Regions from separate parts of the Oryctolagus cuniculus genome. Here all the other regions are linked to region 3. The links are chromatin contacts, called in public Hi-C and Micro-C maps. All regions are on one chromosome and are shown on one strand. Each heading gives the region's core, a stretch centred on a gene start, on an enhancer-like site or on the middle of the called end of the contact. The rest is flanking DNA. Distances are from core to core; before and after follow the strand shown. Region 1 holds the start of AFG3L2 (AFG3 like matrix AAA peptidase subunit 2). Region 2 holds the start of PRELID3A (PRELI domain containing 3A). Region 3 holds the start of SPIRE1 (spire type actin nucleation factor 1).

The links. A called contact is a pair of places that touch in the nucleus more often than the background predicts.
Region 1: a Micro-C map of ear pinna shows a contact between it and region 3, with 5 times the contacts expected there. The contact joins the promoter of AFG3L2 here to the promoter of SPIRE1 in region 3. A contact is called at or near these places in 4 of 6 Hi-C or Micro-C datasets (ear pinna, liver, psoas muscle and 1 more).
Region 2: a contact with region 3 is called in a Hi-C map of psoas muscle, with 4 times the contacts expected there. The contact joins the promoter of PRELID3A here to the promoter of SPIRE1 in region 3. A contact is called at or near these places in 5 of 6 Hi-C or Micro-C datasets (ear pinna, embryonic fibroblasts, liver and 2 more).

The regions. Positions count from the first base shown.
Region 1 is chr10:69,261,062-69,263,761 of mOryCun1.1, forward strand. It overlaps AFG3L2 (AFG3 like matrix AAA peptidase subunit 2), which reads right to left and starts at 1,261. Exons shown (of 17, transcript XM_070050510.1): 1 at 899-1,261. The coding sequence starts at 1,015. It overlaps LOC138844057 (a long non-coding RNA gene), which reads left to right and starts at 2,346. Exons shown (of 2, transcript XR_011379446.1): 1 at 2,346-2,474.
Region 2 is chr10:69,284,326-69,287,025 of mOryCun1.1, forward strand. PRELID3A (PRELI domain containing 3A) reads left to right here and starts at 1,419. Exons shown (of 6, transcript XM_008261009.4): 1 at 1,419-1,535. The coding sequence starts at 1,504.
Region 3 is chr10:69,511,028-69,513,727 of mOryCun1.1, forward strand. It overlaps SPIRE1 (spire type actin nucleation factor 1), which reads right to left and starts at 1,417. Exons shown (of 17, transcript XR_007921864.2): 1 at 820-1,417.

The DNA.
Region 1 (2,700 bases), core at 11-2,510, 250 kb before region 3:
TAGATTACATGCACTCAATACTGTTTTATATAGGGGATTTGAGCATCCTTGATGGAGCCCATTCCCCACGAACACCATGGGGTCACTGTACTATTACTCCCTCCTTTTAAGTGTCTCGGGCCATTAAGTGGTCAAGCCAACTTCCGATGGCTGACCCCAGGGCCTCAATCATGTTATGCACCGCTAAGGGCTGACAAGCCGCAGCTGTGTCAGCCAACAGCTGACACCCACTAATCAATACACCTTCCCTGAGACAGACGCCTGCCTGGTTCTGTCAACACTAGCATCACACTGCGCCCTGCACAGGGCTTGTTACCACTCAAGAGAAACAGCCTCCTGATGAGGGCAGGCCCTGTTATGTAACCAAATACGTAGTTACCACCCTGTGGAAGTGGCATTTTTGATACTGAGAATTCGTAGTTATTGGTATCTCCTAGGGCCAGTCTCAGAAGGCCAGCAACAGGCCCAATCCACAGCTGGGAAAACAAAGGACGCGGGGCCTTGCTCCAAATCTTCCGACTGCACAAGCCCCGCTGCGACCCTGAAATACACACACACCACACGCGTTCTGTTTTCCAAGGTCATAAAAGCAGGTAAAACACGCCGCGCCGTGACCCACGCAGGTTTCTGTTGCCTGCTGAGGACCAAGACCCGGCTCCACCACAGATGAGCGTTTCCCAGACGGAACCTAACACCCAGGGCCGGCCACACGAGAGCGCCCGCGGCACCACGGACACCGGGCCGGAGGGCCAGGTGCTCGGCTCGGACCCCACCAGGCACGCGGCCTCGTTCCCCAGGGGCCCGGCTGCGGCTCCGGCAGGGCGGTGACCTTGACGCCCGCTCGCGGCCGTAAGCAGGCTACCGGCAGGGCAAAGGGCGCCGGCCGCCCGGGACTCACCCTCCGGAGGCAGGGCCGCTGGCTGAGGCCCAGGCCGGCGCCAGGCACGAGCAGCGGCGGGAGGCCGCGGGGCCAGCAGCCGCCCCGGCCCCACAGCAGCAGGCAGCGGTGCGCCATGGCCGCCTGAGCGGCCCGCAGCGCCCCAGCGCTGCGCAGGCGCGGCGTATGCCGCCCACCGGCGGCCTCGGAAGCGGACTCGGCTCCGGCGAGAGCGGCTGCCGGGGAGCGCAGCCGGCCAAAGGCTCGCGAGGGAGCCCACGCCCCAAACACGCGCGTCTTCTCCCGCCGGCCCCGCCCCGGCGTGCCGACGTCGGCGTCCCCTCCGGGGGCCGGCTGCGACCCCAGGCTGGGCTGAAGGCGGGGCCTAGGGAGAGCAGCGCGGAGGGCGAGCGGAAAGCGTAGCCAAAGAGAGACGGGCTACGAAAGCGTGGGGCGGGGCCAAGAGGCACGCTTTCTAGAGTAGGGAGGGAGCCAATAGGAGGGGCGTGCTGTGGAGTGGGAGTGGGCGTGGGCGTGGCTAGCGTGGGCTAGCATATTGATAGGCCGCCGTGAGGGCAGGGGGCGGGACCTAGGGGGAAAGCGCGGAGGGCGAGTGGGGCGGTGAACATAGAATGGGGCGGGGCTTGAGGTGGGGCCAATGGGGACGAAGAGGCTGGAGGCGGGGCATAGGCAAGAGGGTCGAGCCAGGAGGCGCCAAGGGCTAGTGGCGGAGGTTTTCGGGGCTGCCCCCCTGAGCCGTTCTGTCTCTCAGGACTAGATGCTTTCACCTTTTTAGCATTCATGCTCTCGCCCAGTCACTGGTAAAATATATAATTGCTCGTCTGCCCACTGCCGAGCGTCGTGCCAAGCATCACGAGTCAGTTGGGCTGAACTCTGTAACAGCTCTCCTGGGCCCGACAGGAAGGTCTCAGGGAGTGAGACTGCGGAGTAGAAAGGGAGGACTTTGTAGGAGGATCCTCCGTGAGCTCTGCCAGTGACTGTGTCTGCTGTCGCGGATGGGAGAGGAACAGAAAAGGCGGGCGAGTGAAGAGGCGGCCTCAGAAAGCCGCGGGGGGGGGGGGCATCTGGAAGAACAGACGTGAGGAGGTCAATGACTATCTGACCTGTCCAAATGGCAAGCACCCAGATTTTGACAGCCCGCTCGCTGCTGGCCAGACGTTCTCAGAAACAACCGTCGGCCAGCCCCCGGGAGGGAATTTGGCGGTGCCTTCCAAAATGTCAAAGGCATGGACTCCAAGCCAGTTATCCCATTTATGGACACGTGCAATGGTGACATATAAAATGCTGTGAGCACAAGGTTAACGTGTGTAATGGCAGCATTATTTGCAGTAGCAATGACTGAAAATGACCCAAGTGTCCATCTGTAAGACCTGGTTAAAACTATGAAAAAAGCCACACAGTACAAAACGATGCAGCAATTTTTTAATGAGAAATTTTCTGTTCCCAGATAATATAGAGTAGCAGGGCCTGCAACGACCAAGAAATACAAAAAGCAAAATACCTGAAGTATGGTTTTGAAGACGTCAAACACCAGGCAGTGATGGCCAGCAACCCCGAGAGCCAGGAGACTGCCAAGGTGAGCCCTGGGATAACCTCGCTGTTTCCAGGCGCCCCCACCCACTGCCGGCACACAGGAGTCCAGGCGGAGGCTCCCAGCCTCCTCGAGTTTGAGGCAATGGACACAGGAGTCAGGGCAGGTCCATAATGAGGACAAAACTCCAGTGACCGAGAGTGACTCAGAGGCACTGTGGCACAGCGGGCTAAGCTGATGTCTGCAGTGCCAGCAACCCATATGGGTGCTG
Region 2 (2,700 bases), core at 169-2,668, 230 kb before region 3:
CCTGCCCAGTGCTGCTGGCACTCTGCTCAGCAGTTGTGTCTCACTTCCTTGCACTTTGTGGTGGTACATGGTAGATATAAATTTCAAAGGCAAAAACAACAACAACAACAACCACCCAAAAACAAAAAAAAAAATGAAATTCTCCCCTGGAGTAAAAATGAAAAGGATCCCTTTCCCTTCCTTCCCTGAGTTACTTAAAGAAACGTAACTGCAAGCTGCTGTTCTGACACGTATGCACTGTTGTTTTAAGATTGATTTCTGTATTTGAAAGGCAGAGTTACAGAGGGAGAAGGAGAGGCAGAGAGAGAGGTCTTCCACCTACTGATTCACCCTGCAAATGGCTGCAACAACCAGGGCTGGGCCAGGCCAAAGCCAGGAGCCAGGAGCTTCTTCCAGGTTTCCCACGTGGGTAGCAGGGGTCCAAGCACTTGGTCCAAAGCACTTGCTGCTTTCCCAGGTGCACTAGCAGGGAGCTGGATCAGAAGCAGAGCAGCCAGGACTCGAACTGGTGCCCACGTGGGATGCAGGCACTGCAGGCTGTGGCTTTTAACCCACTGAACCACAGAGCCGACCCCATAGGCGCTGTTTTTAAAGGCCAAGTAAGCCCCCTTTCTAGTTTATAAACCAGGAATATTTTTTTCCCTCCAGGCTTTGGGAGCCGCCTCTTGTAAATGCCATTACCAAGGAAGATGGCAGCCCCACCTCCCGAGGTCCCAGGGAGGGAAGGGACCCAGCACCAAGGTCCTGCCAGGCTGCAATTTGCAAACCCCTTCTGTTGCCAAGATTCGAGAAACGTCCCTTGTCAGCAAAGAAGAGACAGAGCACGCAGCCACAGCAGACCAGGTTTACTCAGAAGAGCGAAGTCCGGAAGGGGCTCAGTCCCAGGTGAACACACAGCAGAGAGGGGGCCGCTCCCTTAGCGGCTTCTACGGTGCAAAGGGGCGGGAAGGGGCTTGGGGGTCTGAGCTAAAGCTGGGCTGCGCGATGACAGGGTGAGCTGGGAGGGGTTTGTGCTGAAGCTGAGGCTGGACCCTGAGGGTGAGCTGCCGAGTGGCGTGCGCGGGGTGGCGGGGAGCCTGGGGGAGTGGAGAGAGCAACCTCCTCCTCCTTAGCCGACCGCCTGTGGTGCGCCCCGCATTCTGGTTACAGCTTAGCTACCCGCGCTCTGTTTCCTTTCTCTTTACCCCTGTGGGGAGGTCCTCCAGCAGGACTGGCATTTTTGGTTTTCACGATACTGCCCAAGCGGAAACCGCGCAGCCGGAAAGGCTCTGGGAGAAAGTGGACGAGCTGGGAACGAGCCCCCAGGCCCCATATTTACAGCCGCGCAAGTCACTGCGAACCTCACAGCGGCCGCCCGCATCCCTATTTTTAGCCTCCGCAGCCAGCGGATCACGTGGCCGGAGGGCGGTGCCTGCGCACGCCCCGCCCACTCCCCACCCCCCGCCCCCCGCTCCCGATGCCCGGTCCAGAGCGGCTCCGAGCGCGCGCCCTGCGGCCGCGACGATGAAGATCTGGAGCTCGGAGCACGTGTTCGGGTGAGGCCGGGCCGCGGGCCGCGGTGGGCTTTCTGCCGACACCGGCTTCTGTTCCTGAGCCCCGCTGGGTCTGCCCCGCAGAGGCCGCTCCCACCTCGGGACCCGCAGCCCTGAGGGATGGTAGTCTGCGGGCGGGGGACTCGCTGCTGCGGGGCGAGCGCACGGGGGAGGCGGAGCTGGCCGGTCCGGGCTGCCTGGGCCTACTGGCGGAGGAGGGCGGTGCGAGGGGTGGGGTCCGGGCAGGCGTCGTCCCCAACGGGGGCGGGCTGAGACCTGGGTGCACTGTGCTGCGTGCTGGGGCTAGGGGCTAGGGGGTCTCCTGAGCTGGTACGGGCCTGCGGATGTCATGCAGTGCCGGCGATCTGAGCCTTGGGGCTGTTTTCTGAAGGGTCCGCAGCCCGTGATGGCCCCGGAGGGAGCTGAGTGGGAAGAAGGCACCTAGGGGACCTTGGCCTTGAATTTCCTTGTAGGCCTCCAGGCCGTCCAGGCCATCCAGACCTAAGTGATGCCTCCTCTCAATCTGATCCATGGCGCTCCAAGATTACCCTTTAAGATTTTTCAGCATTTCATTTCCGGGAGGGAAAAAAAAAAACCAACTTCACAAAATGGAAGGATCCTTTGGCTTTTTAAATGTAAAATTAATATCAGCTGGTTTCAAAACCTCTGAATTTTTAAATTTATTTTTATTTGAGAGACACAGACCAAATCCAGGAGCCTGGATTTCCACCGGGGTCTCCCATGTGGGTGCAGGTGCCCAAGGACTTGGGTCATCTTCAGTTGCTTTCCCAGGCCATAGCAGAGAGCTGGATCAGAAGTGGAGCAGCCGGGACTCAAACCAGCGCCCAAATGGGATGCCGGCACTGCAGGTGGCAGCTTTACCTGGTACGCCACAGCACTGGCCCCATCAGTACATTTCTGAGAACTGTCCATAGTGAGATAGAGGTCTATGCAAATGTATACATAGATCACAATAGCTGGGTGACATTCCGTTGCATGAATGTGCCACAGTTTGCCCTTTCTCTTGTTGAAAGGACATCAGGGTTCCCCCTTCTTACAGAGCACGCTGCAGTGGCCAGCGTCGCGCGCGGGCGCAATGTGTGTGTGTGTGTGTGTGTATGGGTCAAAGGCCCAGGGACGCCAGCAGATCTCAAGCTGTTCAGCCCCA
Region 3 (2,700 bases), core at 167-2,666:
TATTATCAGTCTTCTGCTCTTCAAGGAGCACTCGGGTAAACCCCTGGCTAGAGCATGTCACTCTTCAGGAGATTATCCGGCAGAATTTACATTAGGCAGACAGAACGAAATCCCATTTTCTCCGACTCAACATCCTGTCCATTTTTTACAAGATTGCTTTCCATCACACACACACACACACACACAAGTTAACATATACGTAAGTGATATTTTCGAACCTCAAGTTAAACATTATTTAGTCCATTTCCCCCTTTCTCCAAAAAATACCAGAATTCTCAGGGCTTTAGAGTTCTTCACACTGCCAAACCGAAGGCATTGTGTCAGATTTAAAATACTAGCTGGTTATTCCTTCCTAAAGATGCGATTTCTAAGACTCCTTGACAAGCTCTCACGTGAACACTTCACAGCCCCTCAGCACACGGCGGGCACAGCCCCAAGCGCACGGCCCAGGCACGAACTACGCACACAGCTTCTCCGGAAAGCACGCAGCCCCGCATCGTTCCCCCGAACAAGCCCGCGCAGCAGCCGGTGGGACCCACCGCCTGCCGTGGGGGGCGCAGGCCCGCGCCGACCCCAGGCTCGCCCCAGGCCCCCTCCCAGCTCTTTGTGCAGCCATCCGCCCCCGCCCGAGACTCTGACGGACGCGGAGCTCTGCCTGCTCGCAGCATCCACTCCGCCCTCCCCACGTCCCCAGGCCCGGGTCCTGCCCACGGCGCACCGTAGGAGGGGGAGGATCGCGGGGACGAAAGGACTGAGCTCAGAGTCTGCAAAAAAGAGAGGGCCCGAGGATTGCGAGTGGAAGGGGCCCGGTGGGCTCACCCGCAGTGGGGGGCGGCTCTCCCTCGTCGCCGGCGGCGGGCGCCAGGGTGACGGCGCCGTCCCTCCAGATGCGGATCTGCTCGGCCGAGCGCACGCGGCGGCGGGGCTGGCGGCGGCGGGCGGCCGCGGCGCGCAGGGAGCCGCAGCACTGGTAGCACACGGCCCACGCCTGCTCCTCGTTGATGGGCTGGTTGTAGAGCCTCAGGATCTCTTCCAGGCTCAGGGCGTCCTCCGTGCCCCCGGCCGCGCCGGCCTCCGGCGGCCCCTCGCCGCTCGCCGGGTCGGCCCTCGGCTCCCCGCCGCCTGCCGGGCCGGCCGCCTGAGCCATCCCGCGGATAGGCGCTGCGCTTGGCCGCCGCGCCGTGTGTCCGCGTCTCCTCAGCTCCACAGCATCGTTTCCGCGCGACGCCGCCTCCTCATGCCCCGAGCCGCCGCCGCTGCCGCCGCCCAACCCGGCCGCGCGCGCCGCCCCGGGGACCGAGGCGAAGGCCCGGGCGGCGTAGGCGAGCGGAGGGCGGCGAGGACGCCGCGGATGTCTTGACCAGGCCGCCGCCGGCCGGTAGCTACGCGATGGCGTCCGCCCGCCCCGCCCCGCCTCGCCTCGCCCCGCCCCGCGCCCAGCCCTCGGGGCAGCCGCACGGTCCGGAGAGGGCGCTCGGTAGGGGTGGGGGGCCGGGGAGGGGGCGCGGCCGGGGGGCGCGTGGCGCGGGGTCAGGGGCCGCCGGAGGCGTGGCGCGTGGTCCGGAGAGGACGAGGAGTCGGGGGCTGCGTGGGGGGAGCCGCTGCGGGGGGCGGGGCGGGGCGCGCGGTCAGGAGGGTTCCCACGGTCGGGGACTCCGCCCCGCCGGCTGTGCTGGGGCCCTGAGCGTGTCCAGCGGGTCGCCACCCTGCGGAGCGGGGAAGTCGCTGTCCATGCCCGGGACTGGTTTCCCGACGATCTCATTAGGAGCTTGAACCCGGCCTCAGTTCAGGTCTGCAGAACCCCTCGCCTCTGGCTGCCCAGGACGTGTGCGCTGGCCCCTGGGCGCCGAGGCTCCTCTCGGCTCGCAGCCTGGACCACCGGCGCTGTGGTTCCTCGTGCCCTGCTCTGCTATGGTGAGGTTTCTGGTGTACTGAATCTCTCCAGAGTTCAGGGAGGGCGGAGATCTTTCCAGGTTTTGCTAACTGACTTCACCCAAAAGCCTAAATCAGGATCTGGGCTTGCAGCCGTCGGTTTCCGCGTCGTTTCGGATTCATTTGTAACATTTGTGCAACCTCTCACTAAGATCACGTGTCCCCGTAACCGCGTTCGTGGTAGCCCAGTTAGCTCAGCTGCTCATTCGGTGTTTAACTGATATCGCACTGACAGAATTGGACTGAGGGAGTTGAGCCATAGAATGCAACAAAGACATACTTTTGGGGGACCTCAATGAGCCCATTAAACCATGCAGTAAAAATAGGTAATTCTTAAATAGAACAATCACCCCACTGTTAAATGAGTTTGATTGGTAACAGTGTCCTCTGAGTGAGGCTATTCCTGTGTGGAAAACCTCCAGCTGAAAGTACCAAGAAACTTACACTAAGTAGTGACAGACCTTTCAGGGCAGAGTTTTGTGTGCAGCATTAGATATTGAATCACACTTTCATCTATTGTGTCCTGCAGTATGCAGTAGAAATTACAATAATCTGTTGTTAAATGCTTAAGATAACCACCATACGGGCAGGAATGGGGAAAAGCGAAAGGACCAATGGAGGCAGGAGAAGAGAGCGTCCTGCTACCTGGTACCTTATTATAATTTCACTACAAAAGGTAACAAACAACTCTTTAAAGTCGCATCACTTACTTGTGGGGGCATAATCCCACTTGTGAAAAAGTGCAGTATCACTGTGTGCCGAAGGCCA